3 separate regions of the Mus musculus genome follow, and all the other regions are linked to region 2. A link is a contact called in public Micro-C data. All regions are on one chromosome and are shown on one strand. Each heading gives the region's core, a stretch centred on a gene start, on an enhancer-like site or on the middle of the called end of the contact. The rest is flanking DNA. Distances are from core to core; before and after follow the strand shown.

Evidence for each region. A called contact is a pair of places that touch in the nucleus more often than the background predicts.
Region 1: a contact with region 2 is called in a Micro-C map of embryonic stem cells, with 5 times the contacts expected there. The contact joins the promoter of Ankrd63 here to the promoter of Dll4 in region 2. A contact is called at or near these places in 3 of 39 promoter capture datasets (all in embryonic stem cells), 8 of 484 Hi-C or Micro-C datasets (all in embryonic stem cells) and 4 of 115 datasets of contacts at active chromatin or transcription factors (embryonic stem cells, microglia and pancreatic cancer cells).
Region 3: a contact with region 2 is called in a Micro-C map of embryonic stem cells, with 5 times the contacts expected there. The contact joins the promoter of Pak6 here to the promoter of Dll4 in region 2. A contact is called at or near these places in 1 of 39 promoter capture datasets (pre-B cells), 2 of 484 Hi-C or Micro-C datasets (both in embryonic stem cells) and 1 of 115 datasets of contacts at active chromatin or transcription factors (pancreatic cancer cells).

The regions. Positions count from the first base shown.
Region 1 is chr2:118,701,699-118,706,645 of GRCm38.p6, reverse strand. Ankrd63 (ankyrin repeat domain 63) reads left to right here and starts at 2,683. Exons shown (of 1, transcript NM_001081971.1): 1 at 2,683-4,947. The coding sequence starts at 3,208. The coding sequence ends at 4,380. It also overlaps a transcript of Plcb2 not described here.
Region 2 is chr2:119,323,252-119,328,117 of GRCm38.p6, reverse strand. It overlaps Dll4 (delta like canonical Notch ligand 4), which reads right to left and starts at 2,334. Exons shown (of 11, transcript NM_019454.3): 1 at 1,912-2,334; 2 at 1,531-1,803; 3 at 998-1,055; 4 at 1-189. The coding sequence starts at 1,977. It overlaps Gm14207 (predicted gene 14207), which reads left to right and starts at 1,921. Exons shown (of 4, transcript NR_030683.1): 1 at 1,921-2,137; 2 at 2,789-2,950; 3 at 3,142-3,273.
Region 3 is chr2:118,661,149-118,665,632 of GRCm38.p6, reverse strand. Pak6 (p21 (RAC1) activated kinase 6) reads right to left here and starts at 2,056. Exons shown (of 11, transcript NM_001033254.3): 1 at 1,610-2,056; 2 at 767-850.

The DNA of each region.
Region 1 (4,947 bases), core at 1,434-3,933, 620 kb after region 2:
GGGCCTGCAGGAGGAGAAGCTGGGCGGGTGGAGGGAGGAGTGTGAAGCGCCTGCCTGCCCCCTGCCTGTATAGCTCCTTCTCCTGTCAGCCTTCAGCTCCCTAAGCGACAGCTTCTAATTCCGGCTGTTGGAGCCTCTGTGCTCCACAGTGAAATCTCTGGGTTTTTTTTTCTCCCCCCAGCTTTTGCTGTTTCTTTTCTGTTCAGAACATAGTGAGCCAAGGGTAGAAAGTCAGAGCAAAGGCTCTAGGTTCTGAAACCTGGGACTCACTGCCCATCTGGGAACTCAGCACAGACCAGAGTGAGGCTCTGAAGACTTGACCAATTTTCCCACTACACCCCACCCCCAAATACATTGTTTCCTTCCACCATAGGCAACAGGGGCACAGGCAAAGCTGAGCTGGTTCAGGGAGGCACTTGGGAAGAGGGGCTGGGGAGGTGGGGGAGGCTTGATGCTTTTTTTCATGGAGGTGCACAGCCTAGCCTTCCTCTTGATCCCAAAGGCAGAAAAAAAAAAAAGGGAAGAAAGCATTTTTCTCTCACGATGAAAACAGGGAAAACTGAGTCCTAAAAGGACAAAAGCCTTTCTTCTGCTTAAGGAGTGGGAGCATGCCTGTCACCTTCCTGGGAGTGGAGAGTGTCACCTGGATGCTGATGGGACGGACTTTGAGGTCCCTCTAAATGGTGCTTCTCCAACTGGCTCCTGACCCTGTGTGGTGCAGGCGGAGTTTCTGTCTCTGCTCCCTCTGCACAGATGGGACTGTGCAGGCCTGGGTTGACACTGCCAGTGTATGACACAGGCTGAGACCTAACTCTCCTGCCAAGAAATGCGTGGGGGCTCAGTTCACCGACTGTGCACTTAGTAATATGCCTCACAGGACAAAGGGGAGCATGAGTCCCTGTTGTATGGTCTAGCCCGAATCCACTCCTAGGCCATCCTGGAGCCTAGGTAGTCCAGAAGACACAGATGCTCCGGGGCCTCCCCAGCCCCTGCTCCCCGGGGCAGAGCACTCCTCACAGAATCCTCAGGCGTGTCCCGCAAAGCAACCAGACTGGACACCCCCTCCATTCTTCACTGGACTTCCTTTCTCTTACAGCATAGGACCCCTGAACACAACCCTCCACATTGTGTCTGTTGGGTGCCTTTGTCCCTGTAACCCCTCTGCCTGGCCGTCTTCCTTGTTTCTTAGCCTGCGTCTCTCATCCTTAAAGGACTAACTCTGCTGTTGCCTTCAGAGGATCTTAGTTCCCTCTCCTTCCCATCATTTGTCCTTCCATCCAATGGCTGTTTTGAGTTTGCATTTAGCAGATGTTCTCAGTCCTGGGTTCGTCTTCCTGACTGAGAAGACAAGTCTCATTCATTCAGTTTGTGCATCTGTGTTTCCCATTGCTGGAAACACAACCATAGGGTCTCATGTAGCCCAGGCTGGCCTCAACCTAACTGTAGCTGAGGATGATCTTGGAACTTCTGAGCCTCCTGCCTCCATCTCTCAAGTGCTGGGTTGTTAGCTTATAGCACCACACCTGGCTTCATCCTGGGAATGAATCAAACCAATCGTTTCGTGTATACTGGGCAAATACTCGACCAGCTGCGAAAAGTCCCTAGCTCTTCACTTATTCTACAAATAAACTCCATTTCAACTATTCTCAAGCCCTTTCTCTAGTCCTGGGAGCTTGTGGGGCACTCATTGTAAGACTCTGCTAGGCCTTCAGTATTCCCCGTCTCTAGCGCCCATGAGCTGATTGTCCAAAGGAAGTAGGTTTTCCACACATCTGATTGAAAAAAAAAAAAAATCTCAGGCTGTCTCCTTTCTGTAGGGGCCAGGTCTAGCGCTCTGTGGCCTAAAGATGGTTTTGTGCTCAAGAGAACCCAGCCCTGTCAGGGAATTCTTGCTTGTGTCTTTTGTCCTTTCCTAGACCCTAACTAGCCCATCTTTGAGGAGATAGGAGGTAGTGCCTGGGAAGTCCAAATGCCTGCATACTCTCGGGTCCTAAGGCACCTGCCCTGGGTCAGAGCGGCCAGTGTCTAAGTCAACTTGCTCCACAGCGACCGATCAACCGTGGAGCTGGCACGCGGGCGCGCTGTCAGGTTTGGAGACGTCTGAGATTGGAGAATGCACCCCCGCCCTTCTCTGAGTGAGCGCGTGCGGGAGGCACAATTGTGTGTGGCTGTGATTCGCTGCACTTTAGATGGCAGTTATCAGCCAGACTGAGCGCCCTCAGTCCGGAGCACAAATGCCTCATACCCCAAATTACTTTTCCTCTGTCTCTTGCCCACCTCAAGCTGGTGCACTGTCCAGTCCTGTCCTCGTGGGGTCCCAGTCCCTTTAACCTAAAACCGATGGCAGGAGCTCCCGCCAGTTTCTAAGCAGCGGAGGCTACCGATTCCGGCGGAGGCGGGGGGCGGGGAAAGATGACTGAGACTTTAGGATTGGCCCCGCCGGGTGCATGTGGCCCCCGGCGAGCAGCCTCCACCCCCGCCCCGCAACCGCCGCCGCATTCCCAGGGGAGCGCGGAGGAGGAGCCGCTCCCCAACTTCGTGGCCCACGAAGGGGTGGGGGTCAGGGGCGGTCTCCCTTGCCCTGTCCGTCTCTGCCCCGAAGGTGCAGTCTGCTTCCAGAGCAGCCATTGCCATGGAGACCCCTGAAGCTATAAAGCCAGGTATCTAGGCGTCGGGCACCTCAGGAGCCGCCGAGCCCCCCAAGTAAAAAAGCAAGCGTCCCGGCCCCCGCAAGAAAGGAGGAGGCGGGGAGAGGCTCTGGGAGCTGGAGGAGCGGCGCTCCCCGCCGAGGCAGGAGGCAGGCGCGCCAGGCGGGAGCCACCCGCTCAACAGGGGAGCAGGGGCTGCCCGGGGTGCGGGTGAGTGGCGTTGCTCCAAGCCACGAGGGACCAAGGGGCGTCGGATACAGGGAAGAGGGCCCAAGAGTTGAGGAGGCCGAGCTTGGAGCTTGAGCGGGAGTCGAAGCAGCCAGCAGCCCACACCTCCAGGCGTGGGGGGCCAGGGAGGAAAAGCAAGACGCCCTGGGAGCGGCGAGGCAGCCGAGCGGTAGGGAGACCTGAGCGGGAACTGCAGGACACTTGGTTGCAGCCACCTACACGCCGCTTGGAAAGAGCGGTACCGGTGTCCGGGCCGGGGCCGTAGCCCCGTGGGGTGAGGGAACAGGGGCGCCCCCGTGCGTCGGACTTCCGGGGCGCGGCGGCCGGAGCCATGCTCAAGCCCAAGGACCTGTGTCCCCGAGCGGGGACGCGCACCTTCCTTGAGGCCATGCAGGCCGGCAAAGTGCACTTGGCCCGTTTCGTGCTGGACGCGCTGGACCGCAGCATCATCGACTGCCGCGCAGAGCAGGGCCGGACGCCGCTTATGGTGGCCGTGGGGCTGCCGGACCCCGCGATGCGCTCGCGCTTCGTGCGACTGCTGCTGGAGCAAGGTGCAGCCGTGAACCTGCGGGACGAGCGGGGCCGCACTGCACTCAGCCTGGCCTGCGAGCGAGGCCACTTAGACGCCGTGCAGCTCCTGGTGCAGTTCAGCGGCGATCCGGAGGCGACGGACTCGGCGGGCAACAGCCCGGTGATGTGGGCGGCGGCGTGCGGCCACGGGGCGGTGCTGGAGTTCTTGGTGCGCTCTTTCCGCCGCCTGGGCTTACGCCTTGACCGCACCAACCGGGCGGGCCTCACCGCACTGCAGCTGGCTGCCTCCCGCGGCCACGGGACCTGTGTGCAAGCCCTCACCGGGCCTTGGGGTCGGGCAGCCGCTGCGGCAGCGGCCCGGGGTTCCAACTCCGACAGTCCCCCTGGCCACCCTGCCCCGGCGCCCAGCCCAGAGCGGCGACGACCCAGTCCCCGTCGTTTACCGCGCCCTCTTTTGGCACGGTTTGCGCGAGCTGCCGGCGGCCACGGTCACGGTCACGGCCATGGCCACGGCCACGGAGGCGAGCTTGCCTCTGCTGGCAAGGGCTCGGTCCGTTATAGGGCACAAGGCAATGAGAGACCAGAGTTGGGCCGGAGCATGAGCCTAGCTCTGGGTACCATGACCGAGGAGGAGACAGCACGCCTTAGGGCAGGAGCTCTGATGGCTCGACCAAACTCACCCCAGTCTTCGGGGAGTGGGCGGTGGCGTTCGCAGGAGGTGCTGGAGGGAGCGCCACTGGCCTTAATGCAAGCCCCGGTCGGCCTTAGTCCTCATCCCGAGGGCTGCCCCGGCTCTGGCCGCCTGGGTTTGCGCCGACGGTCCACAGCTCCAGACATCCCCAGCCTGGTCGGGGAGGCTTCAGGGCCTGAGAGTGGCCCAGAATTAGAGAACAACGCTCTGCCTTTCTCAGTGCCTGGGCCAAAGCCTTGGCAGGCGGGCACAGAGGCTGTGGTACTGCAGGCTCAGCGGTAAGGAGCACGAAGGTCGCGCCCTGTAAAGTTCACTCTGTCTCTAGCTACTGAGATGTCTCCCATTCTTCCAAGTCCTCCCTTTCTCTGCAGTTTTCTGCCCACCCTTTGTCCCCACTGCTAAAGGGAGATTTCCTGTAGTCCTCCACCAGATGTAAGAAAGAGATCCCATCTTTTTGCTCTTTGGTATTTCCCACGTAAATCTCCCACCTTCCTCCAGCTTGATTTCCTTGTCCTGGGGGAAAAAGGAGGTGTGAACAACGGCTGCTTCTGTGGGCTTCAGCTTTCTAGCCGGAAAGGTGGATGGCTCAGGCCCAGCCCCAGCCTTGAGGTTCAACTGCCTAGGCTCGGTACCCGCAGCATCCCTTGCCTATTTTTAACTTTTCCTATCACCTTGGCAGCCAGGTAACGGCAGAGCTGGCTTCGGAAGAACAAGGGCCCAGGCGGCTGTGCCTGCTGATGCTGACCATAATAGTTTGACAAACTACCAAAGTCTCCCTTCCCTGTAAGTGTTGGAAGAAAGGAGGAACTAACGTGGCCACGTAAGCTTTTTGGACAAGAGGGCTGATTA
Region 2 (4,866 bases), core at 1,085-3,584:
AGTGGTCATCGCGCTTCTTGCATAGGCGAGAACAGCTCTCTCCATAGTAGTTGTCACTGCAGATGACCCGGTAAGAGTAGCTCAGTCTGGTGAGGGTGTCATTTTGCTCGTCTGTTCGCCAAATCTTACCCACAGCAAGAGAGCCTTGGATGATGATTTGGCTGATGAGAGAGTTTCCTGGCGAAGTCTCTGCAGAAAGAGGCTTTGGTCAGAGAACCTGATTCAGAAAGCCAACCTGATTCAGAGAGAGTTGACTGCTGCCAACTCTCTCTTTAGTTGTGACTATGGTGGTCAGTTCACACTCTAATTATCTAGATTAACTCTACCTGCAAGTAAGCACAGGCCAGAGGGTCCCAGAATCTTGCTACTTAGTCTCCCTGGGTGTGTGCATGTGCAGGGGGCTTGATAGCATTCAAAAAAGGGTACAATGGACGGATGTTAAGATATCCTAGGGTTGTGGAGGCAGATACGGAGGGGAAAGAGGAAAAGAGGTCAAAATGGAAAAAAAGAAAAAATTTAAAGGGGGAAGTTTTCTGGTTCGAGAACTGGGAGCAAGGGGTTCTGTTCTAGACGTAGGTAATGGTTTTTCTTTTTCCTTTTCAAAGTGAGAATTGTTGTGCTGGTGAAATATCCTTTTCCTCTGTGTCAGAACAACATCCCAAAGCCATTATTCCCTTTCCAAAGGAGCGGAATTCGCAAAAGGTGTAAAATACAGGAAGAGGCCCGTCAGCGGCGCTGGCAGCCTCGGCCTTTCTCACCGCCGTGCTCCCCGCGTTCCCACGCCAAAAATAACCCGCAGGAAACGCAATTGTGCTCTGAGTCCAGGCAGCGAGCGGAATCCGAGCGTCCAGCGCGGGGCGCAGCTCCGGCCAAGCTAAGCGTCCTGGCCCCCACCCCCCAAGCCTGCGTCCCCAACCCCCACCCCCGCCTATAACTGGTTAACTCTTTCGGCGCTGTGTGATGTCGCCCCCCTGTGGCCGAGAAGTTAGATACTCACCTGGCCGCAGGTCGTCTCCCGGTGTGTGCCAAGCTTGGATGTTGAGTGAGAAGGTTCCCTGGGAAGCAAAAGGGGGGGTGGGGGACATTAGAGATAGCGATATCAGCAGGGAGGGAAAGGAGGGGGTGCCTCGCAGCAGCCTGTTTAATTAATCTAATTGCAGGATATAGTTACGGAGCTCGGCTCAACATAACTGGTGTTCGCGCAGCGCTGCGCGCGAGCTGAGAAGGCAGGGGAGGGATGAGGGATGCGGGAGTGTAAGTGAGAGCCGGGGGGTGGGCGGGCGGCGCCGCGTTGGGGGTTTGGTAATGAAATTCGTATCCCAAGAATTGGGGAGAAGGAAAGGGAAGAAACTGGGAGGAAAGACTAACCAAAGCCTCTCCGGGATGATCCTATGAGAGAACAGGGGGGCGGGGGCAGAAGAGAAAGAGCCCTTGGGGCTCTCCAGAGAGCGCTTTGGAAAGGAGCTCTGGTGTCCCGGCGCTCCCTTCTTTCCCTTCGGTTATCTCCCGGTGCATTTAAGTTGTGCTTACCGGCCAGGTGAAATTGAAGGGCAACTGCAGAGGGTTGCGACCACTGCCGCTATTCTTGTCCCTGACGACGAAGGAGTTGGTGCCCAATACCGGCGTGGAGACATTGCCAAAGGTGCAGGGTCCCTCGGAGAAGGTTGCCTGGAAGTGCTTAAGGCAGATGCGGAAGAAAGTCCGGCAGCCCGGTTCGCAGGACTGCCCATTGGCCAGCATACCGCGCTGGTTGACGAACTCCTGCAGCCGCAGCTGGAAGATGCCGGAGCCCGCAGCGCGCTGCTGCACAGGGACCGAGAGAAGGAGGGAGGAGAGCGGTCAGGCTCAGCCGGGGCCGGGGCGCAAGCCCGGAGCGCTGCGGGAGGGGGCGGAGAGGACGTGAGACATTACCTGCGGCCACAGTACCGCCAGCAGCAGTAGCGCCCAGCGACAGGCGCTCCGGGACGCAGGCGTCATCCCTTGGGGTGTCCTCTCCACTCCGGGACTCCGAATCTGCTTGTTAGGGATGTCGCTCTCCCGCAAGTCCCGTCTGCCAGCCGAGTTCCTGAAAAGCTGATTCCCCTCGGGACGCTGCTCCCTTGTCGCCTTCTCAAAAACTCCGCTGCTCGATGCCTCGGTAGGTAATCCAGGTGAGGGCGACTGGGCGGTGGCTGCTCTAAGTACGTGTCCTGGAGCAAATCCTAGGGTCTCGAGCGGGCTAGTGAGGGAGTACACTGCACCCAAGTGACTTTGGCTGCAGCTCTTGGCCTCGGGTTCCTAGCCTGCGAGCAGCGCCGCTACTGAAACCTGCTTGCTCCAGAGCCTTTCTTATATATATTGGCTGCTCTTCGCAGCCTGTCAGTCAGACAGACTCACGGTCACTCTCCCCTCCCCTCCAGGCCTCTAGTGGCTACAGTCCCAGCACCCACCGGAGGGGGCCTCCGCCCCCGCCGCTCCCCCTGTCAGCCAGCCAGTAGGGCGCAGGTCCCCGCCCCTCTTCCAACTTCTGGGCTTCCAGCTCTGCGCGTGCCCGGCGAGCAGTCCTTAGAGATCGTCTGCTTAAAGGCTGAGACCCTCGCCACCAGAGGATAGGAGGGTAGCCCAGTGATGCGGCGGGAGGTGAGGTGGTTCCCGAATGGTCCAGGGGGTGGAAACTCTAAGGGGTCCCCGTAGGCGGTGCACCTGATCCAGGCATTAGATACCTACAGTCCTCTAGCAGGTGGGGAAAGCTTAAACTAGGAAAGCAAAAAGCAGGACCAGGGGATTTGGATCTCCCTTTCCTTTCCAGACTTTAGGTAGCTCCTGCCTCGCTGGCCTCCAGCCTATGTGTGCCCACCCTCCACGCGTCCCCAGCACCGCAGGGAAGCCATCCGACGCCTTAACCTTTCCCTGGCTATTCCAAGCAAGGCAAAGGGCCAAGCGTCTAGGACTCTGGTCTTCTCTGCACCTGGTAGGCGTGTCACCTCAAGCAGCAGGGCGTGCCCAGCGCGTGCCTTCTCTCTTTGTCCCCCACCCCCACTCCCTCCTGGCTCGTGCTAGAGCCAGGACTAGAGGTTCGAAAGAGAGGTGGGGGGCGTGGTTCTCGAAGTGGGGGGGGGGTCCTCAGCTGTATGGTAATGAGGTTCTAGTCTTTTCCCTCAGTGCCTATCTCACCTGGGTCGCGCTTGGTCTCCATATCCTCATCCTGGCCCCCACCCGCGTCCCCTAGCTCCGCTGGAGTAGGGAGGAAACTTTCTTAATTCCAGAATTTCCTTGGGCCACTTGAGAGGCAAGGTGAGAGAGCTTGAGGCTGATCAGGTCTAGATCTCTCTGCATAGGGCAGGATGTAGGGTGGAACTGGAGGCGCATAGAGTTGTTTGAGTTTCGGGTGGTTTCACCCATGTCACACGCGCGCCTCTCCCGGGTGGCCTCCGAGCGCAAACCCTGCAGCTGCTTTCCCAGAACCCGTCGTGCTCCCCCGAGGCTGCAGACCGGGGAGGGCTGGCTTCTCCCAGTTTTGGGGGGTGCTAGATTTCTCTCTCTCTCTCTCTCTCTCTCTCTCTCTCTCTCTCTCTCTCTCTCTCTCTCTCTCTCTCTCTCTCTCTCTCTCTCTCTCTCTCTCTCTCTCTCTCCTACAGTGAGAGCGGTGGGGGCCCTGTGGCTTCAGCTGTCAGCCCTCCCGCGTGGTGATTGCTGGCTATGGTCGGACGATAAGATCAGTGCGGGCGGGGGTTGAGGGGAGCAGGGACGCGGCTCCAGCCCCAGGGAGGCCGTGGTAGGGGGAAGTGGAACCCAACAGCTGCCAATGACGAACATGGTCTGATATTTTGACTTGGGTGGTGGTGATGGAGAATTGGGGGGGGGTAAGAAACATGAGGTTGTGAGCGTGGGGTGGGGGGTGGGGTGAGGTGAGGCGACAGGCTCCGGGGTCCCCCACGCACGGCCACCCCTCCCAGCCACCATCTGGCGCGAGCGGGTTGGCGTGGGGAACCGAGGTGAGGCGGGGGCCGGCAGATGGGCCCAGGCTGCACTAGCGAGTTAATGTAGGTTATGGGCAAGCCGAGTCCCAGGCCCGAGGGACGGGGAGCTCGGGGCGTACCTCCCGGCGGTCCTGGCAAGTGGACTTCCAAATCCTCTCTGTCTGCATCCTCTTTGCACCGTAGACCTGCCTGGAGTGCCAGAGGGTGCTCCCTCTCTCTCCTTGGAGCTGGGCTTGCAACCCCACCTGACTCTAATGGTTTTCATCTAACAGTTTTCATCTCAAAATCCTAGCCTGGGAGTTAGTAGAAACTCTAACGCGGGCACTTGCTTGACTCTCAAGGGAGACTCCCACACGGGATATCTATTATTTTGGAAGTGGCCTACCCTCATACACATTAGTATGCCAAAATATTTGGCAAATAGTGAAGGGCCAAACAAAAGTTGGAATCACCATTTTCCTCAGAAATGGACAAATCACCCACTTATAAAATTTCTGACCTAAGAAGGAAAAAGTGTTCATTTTTTCTCTCTCTCTTTTTACCAGAAGCACCTATTACAATATTCCTCTTCGGAACACCACCCTTAGCCTTGGGTCCCTGCTAGAGTTCCCATCTGCTGGTATCAATCTTTACCCACATTGCTAGGCACCAAGGGCTCAAGCTGTGGTGCCCAGTGTCTCTCCAGACCACACAGCTGGAGTCCTTCTCTGTCACTCCGTAATTAGTAGAACCAACTCTCTAGTGGAAGAAAGACAACACCCTTCTGGTTACTCAAAGGAATGGAAGGTTGTGAGGCTCATAGCAGGCCTCTAGTCAGGGCCATCTGGCTCTGACCCTGATGTAGATGGCCCCTAGGTCTCTAAGCCATACGACCTGGGTTCCCATAAACTACAGCTCTTTCTTGGGC
Region 3 (4,484 bases), core at 807-3,306, 660 kb after region 2:
CAAAGACCAACCCCCAATCCTAACTAGGTGAGCTCCCAAGCCCACCCTGGGAACTCAGTTTTCATCAGAACCAACTTAGGGAAAGACACCCCTGTCTCCCCGGAAGGAATGCAACATTTTCTGACCTTGGCATTCTACACCAGTGGCTACACTGCACTAACCTTGCTCCCTGGGGCATGGACTTGAGTTCCTGGGGCCTGATGAAGCCCACCAGCCCAGAATCCTGAGCAGAAGTGGTAAGCCCAAGCAAGACTAAGGGTAGCACTAGCTTGCCCCCAGGCAGGCCCCTGGCCCTGGCCTCATGCTGACTTTCAGAGTCAGAGTCTGCCAGGTTAAGTTCAGGGAAAGGGCACCAGTGGGGGCTGGAGCCCAGTAGGCAGAGGACGCACCATAAATATTTGCAGAATGACTACATGAGGGGCAGGTGAGAAGGGCTTCTTGGAAGAAGTGCTGGTGGCCCTCGCTTGGTCTGGCAGGAGCAGGAAGCAAAGGCAGGGACTGTAGAAACAAGCCCAGAGCCAGAAACTGGTTTCCACCGAGCTGTTTCAAAATCTACCTGAAGAGGGGGTGGCCAACAGTCAGGTCACCTCAGGGATCCTTAGTCCAAGAGCTCACAGTTTTTGGTTTTTTGGTTTTTTTGTTTGTTTTTTTTTTTTTGTGAACACGGAGTTAGCTTCTCTGGCCTAGGTGAGGAGTGGCCTCAATAAATGGATACCCTGTCCCCAGCTCAAGAATCCAGAACCTGCTGCCACAGTGGAGACCTTACCTTGGCACTCCTTCTGGGCAGCTGGGCCTCACCCTCTCCCACTGTAGGCTGGTGCTTGTCTGGAGCCCAGAAGCTTGGTGCTACCTTTAGGCAAAAAAAAAAAAAGAAAGAAAAAGAAAGACCCCGGTGATTTTCTCTTTCAGCCGCTTTTCCCCAGAAGGTCCCTGATTGGTGTCATCTCATCTCTGTGGGCACAACCTCCCTGCCTGCGGCAGCTTACTCACCAATGTGCCTAAAAGCCTGCCAGTTGTGTGGAGGAGGTAGGGGGCCCACACCCCTCTGCCTGTCACACATAGGGGCATGCCTGAAAGGGGGTTTCAGGGTGGCCCCCAGCCGAGCCCCGGCCTGTAGCCTGCTCATTGGATGTGTCTTTGAGCTCAGCAGGGACACACATAGGAGCTGAACAGCTCTGCCTGGGAGAGTGATAAGATCCTTGTTAGAAAGGTGTTCTCTGGGCACTCAGGGCTGTCAGGAAGACAAGAGATGAACCTGCACACCCATGCCTATTAGTTTAGTTCCTAACACTTGGCCAGGCCTCAGGACCACGTCCTACCTTGGCATCTGGCCACGTCTCTGTCCTGTGGTCCCAGCCAGGGCTTGGGCCTGCCCGAGCAGGCAGCTGTCCTTCTGTCTGCTCAGGCCACGTGTTTGCTGTCCCTTCTCCCCAACATGCACTCAAGACTAGGCTGGCCCAGCATCGATCAGAATCAACCCCTGTCAGGTCCCCATCCCAGCTCTCTGCTGACCAGCGGCTGTCCTCAGATCTGGCTGGGCGCATACGCACTGTGACACACCCTCACCCTCTCACACACGTGGGTCCACACCCAGTACAGAGCCACCTACCTGCACAGGCCTGCCTATGCCAATCCAGTCTTGCTCTCCAAATACCAGTGACCCTGGAAGCCACACGTTTCCTTTTACAGAAAGATCCCCTTGAGAGGTGAGCGCAAAGGCAGCCCAGAAGGACTCCAGTCGGTGTGGACTAGACTCCCCTTCTCTCCCAGAACCTTCAGAGGACACACGGGCAGCCCGAACACCATGTCTGCTATTGTATTCTGCCAGCCGAGGTCTCTCCATGGGCACCTCTGGCTCCCTCCGTGCCTTCCATGTCCTTAGGGGGTAGTGGCAGCTTCCGGGCGAGTTCCATTTTCCTCCAAGCCGAGGTAGGGCGGGGAGAGTTAGAAGGGGCGGGCCTCAGGGACACCTCCAAGTTTTCAGCTCCCCAAATAATCAGATGCAAAGGGGGAAGGAAGAAAAGCCAGGGTGGGTGGGTGACTCAGTGGCGGTGGGCCGGCTTAGTCACCTGGATGGCTGCTTGCTGCTCCCGGCATGTCAGGAACCGAGCAGTGCCCTCCCCCCACCTGCTGTGGTCTGCCGCTGCTGTCAGGAAGAGCTGGCCGTGGAGCCCCCGGTGTGTTCAAGCTGCGGAGCAAGCGACAACCGCTCCCGCCTTCCTCTGGTCAATCGATCAGGGCCCGGCAGCCCCGGCCGCGGCGCACCCCTCCTCCACCGTGCACCCCAGCTCACTTTGGGATTTCTCCATTAGAATCTCAGGCAGCGACCTGCTCCTGTAGGGCGCGAGCAGCTCCAACGTTGCCTGGCAATTTTGATATCGTCGGGGGTTGCCATGGGGAGGAGGGTGATGTCATTGACACAAAAAAACCCACTGAATTTACAAATCAGCTGGGGCTGGAGCTATTTATAAAAAAACACGTTTCTTACTGCTTTCCTTTGCTGAGGGGGAGGAGGGAGAGAAAAGACTGAGGGGTGGGATTCAGAGGAGCCTACTGTAGTTCACCTCACCGTTGTTCCCCAGAAACCAGACCTTCTTGGCTCACAGCCAAGCCTAACCCCCTTCCCATCCGCGCCCCAGGTTTGCAGCTGTGGGTCTCAGCCCTGGCAGGCGTGGCCACACCTGGGCTGCACGTTCTCATCTGGTTTTGTCCTAAAGGGCAAAAAGGGTGAGGATGGAGGGTGGGGTACTCAGCTCTGTGGGTACCATCTTTCTGTTCTCCCCTGCTCCAGCATCGCCCCTCCCACAACTAGAAACAGTTGCATGGGAGGAAAGGAGACTCAGGATGCCCACCTGCTGGTTCCCTGAAGAGCACTCCGTAAGCATGGCCCCTCCCTCACTGTCTTGAGCCTCCTGCCTCCTTCACTGGTCATTTTCTCTCATGTCCATCTGGGAAGTGCCCAAATTCCCGTCTTAGCCAATTGTTTGCCTTTTCCCTTTTCCCAGGCATCATTCCATAATCTCTCTGTGGCTTCCTCTAAACTCTGCTGAAGGCTGACCTCAAACCTATGTGGTAGCTGCCCCATTGTGAACAGTCCAGCCCACACTGCCCACCACGTGTTCCTAGACCCACAAGTACTGCCACGAGAAAGCTAGAAGTCTTCTGATTCTAACTACCCAAGGGGGCACTAAAGTATTCACATCACTTTTGAACATTCATTCTTAAAATGTGGCTAACTCCCTGAGCTCTGAATTTTCAGTCTTGAGCTCACATCTCAGCTCTATTGTTCACTAATTGAGTGACTCTGGCCTGCTGTTTAATCAACTGAACCTCAGTGTCATCATCTATAAAATGGAAACAATTTCACCTGCCTCCCAGGATTATGGGAATTCCGTAGACAAAGCTGCCCGGCCAGGGACTGTCCATCCGAGAGCTTGGTAAACATCAGCATTCTTCTCCGTTGGCCTATGTCATTTATTGCTCATTCTTATCTACCTAGTCACCAAGCTAATCTTCTAAAACCAGGACTCCCAGTCACTGCCTGTGCAAAGGTCTCAGACTGCACACAGGGACAACATCAGTGTCCAACAAGAGGGACATCAAAATCCACATACAAACGTCACTCAGGGGCCAACAGGAAACGTCTTCCCTTGAACTAGGTAGGCAGTTTTAGAGAACTCTGTCTTTCCTTTTTGCCCTTCAAAATAACATCGTGAGGAAACAATTATAAACGGTCCACGTAGGCTCTAAAAGCAGACAGAAGCAAGTTAAGTCAGAAGCAAATTTATGGTGGATCACACCTGTAATTCCAGCACTGGAGGGGGGGGGGCTAAGGTAGGAGGGTTACTGTTAGTTTGAGGATAGCCTAGGCTATGTAAAGCATTCTAGGCCTACATCGAATCTGATATCTCTCTCTCTCTCCATATATATTAGTATTGTTTATGATCAGAAAAAATGGAAGCCATAGAAAGCTCACAAATCGGGGACTGACTAATATCAGATGGTACTTTCTTATGCAGCCAAATAACTGCTGGACCCTGACCAAGGATGGAGTCAGGTCAGCAAGATGGCTCAGTGGGTAAAAGGGCAGCCACTTGAACCCGACAACCTGAGTTAGAACGCTGGAGCCCATGGTGGAGGGAGAGAAGTTGTCCTCTGACCCCCACATGTGCATTTTGGCATTCATGCACATGCATGTGCACACACGCACATACACGTAATGATAAAATAAGAATTAAAATTTGTATCTGTTTCTCTGTGGGGGAAGAATGGCACTGACACCAGAGAGAGATGACGCCACATCCTGCAAGACAATAGAAATCATCTTCTCCAGTTCACTGAAAAGCATAAGCTATTTCTATACCTGTTTCTAACTCTGCTGTCACGTTGAGAGGGGGGTCTGGTGAACCTTCTACTTTCTTTAAAATTTTAACTTTTCCATTATCTGAAATTTTCACTGAACATATTTTTCTACTTTTAAAAAT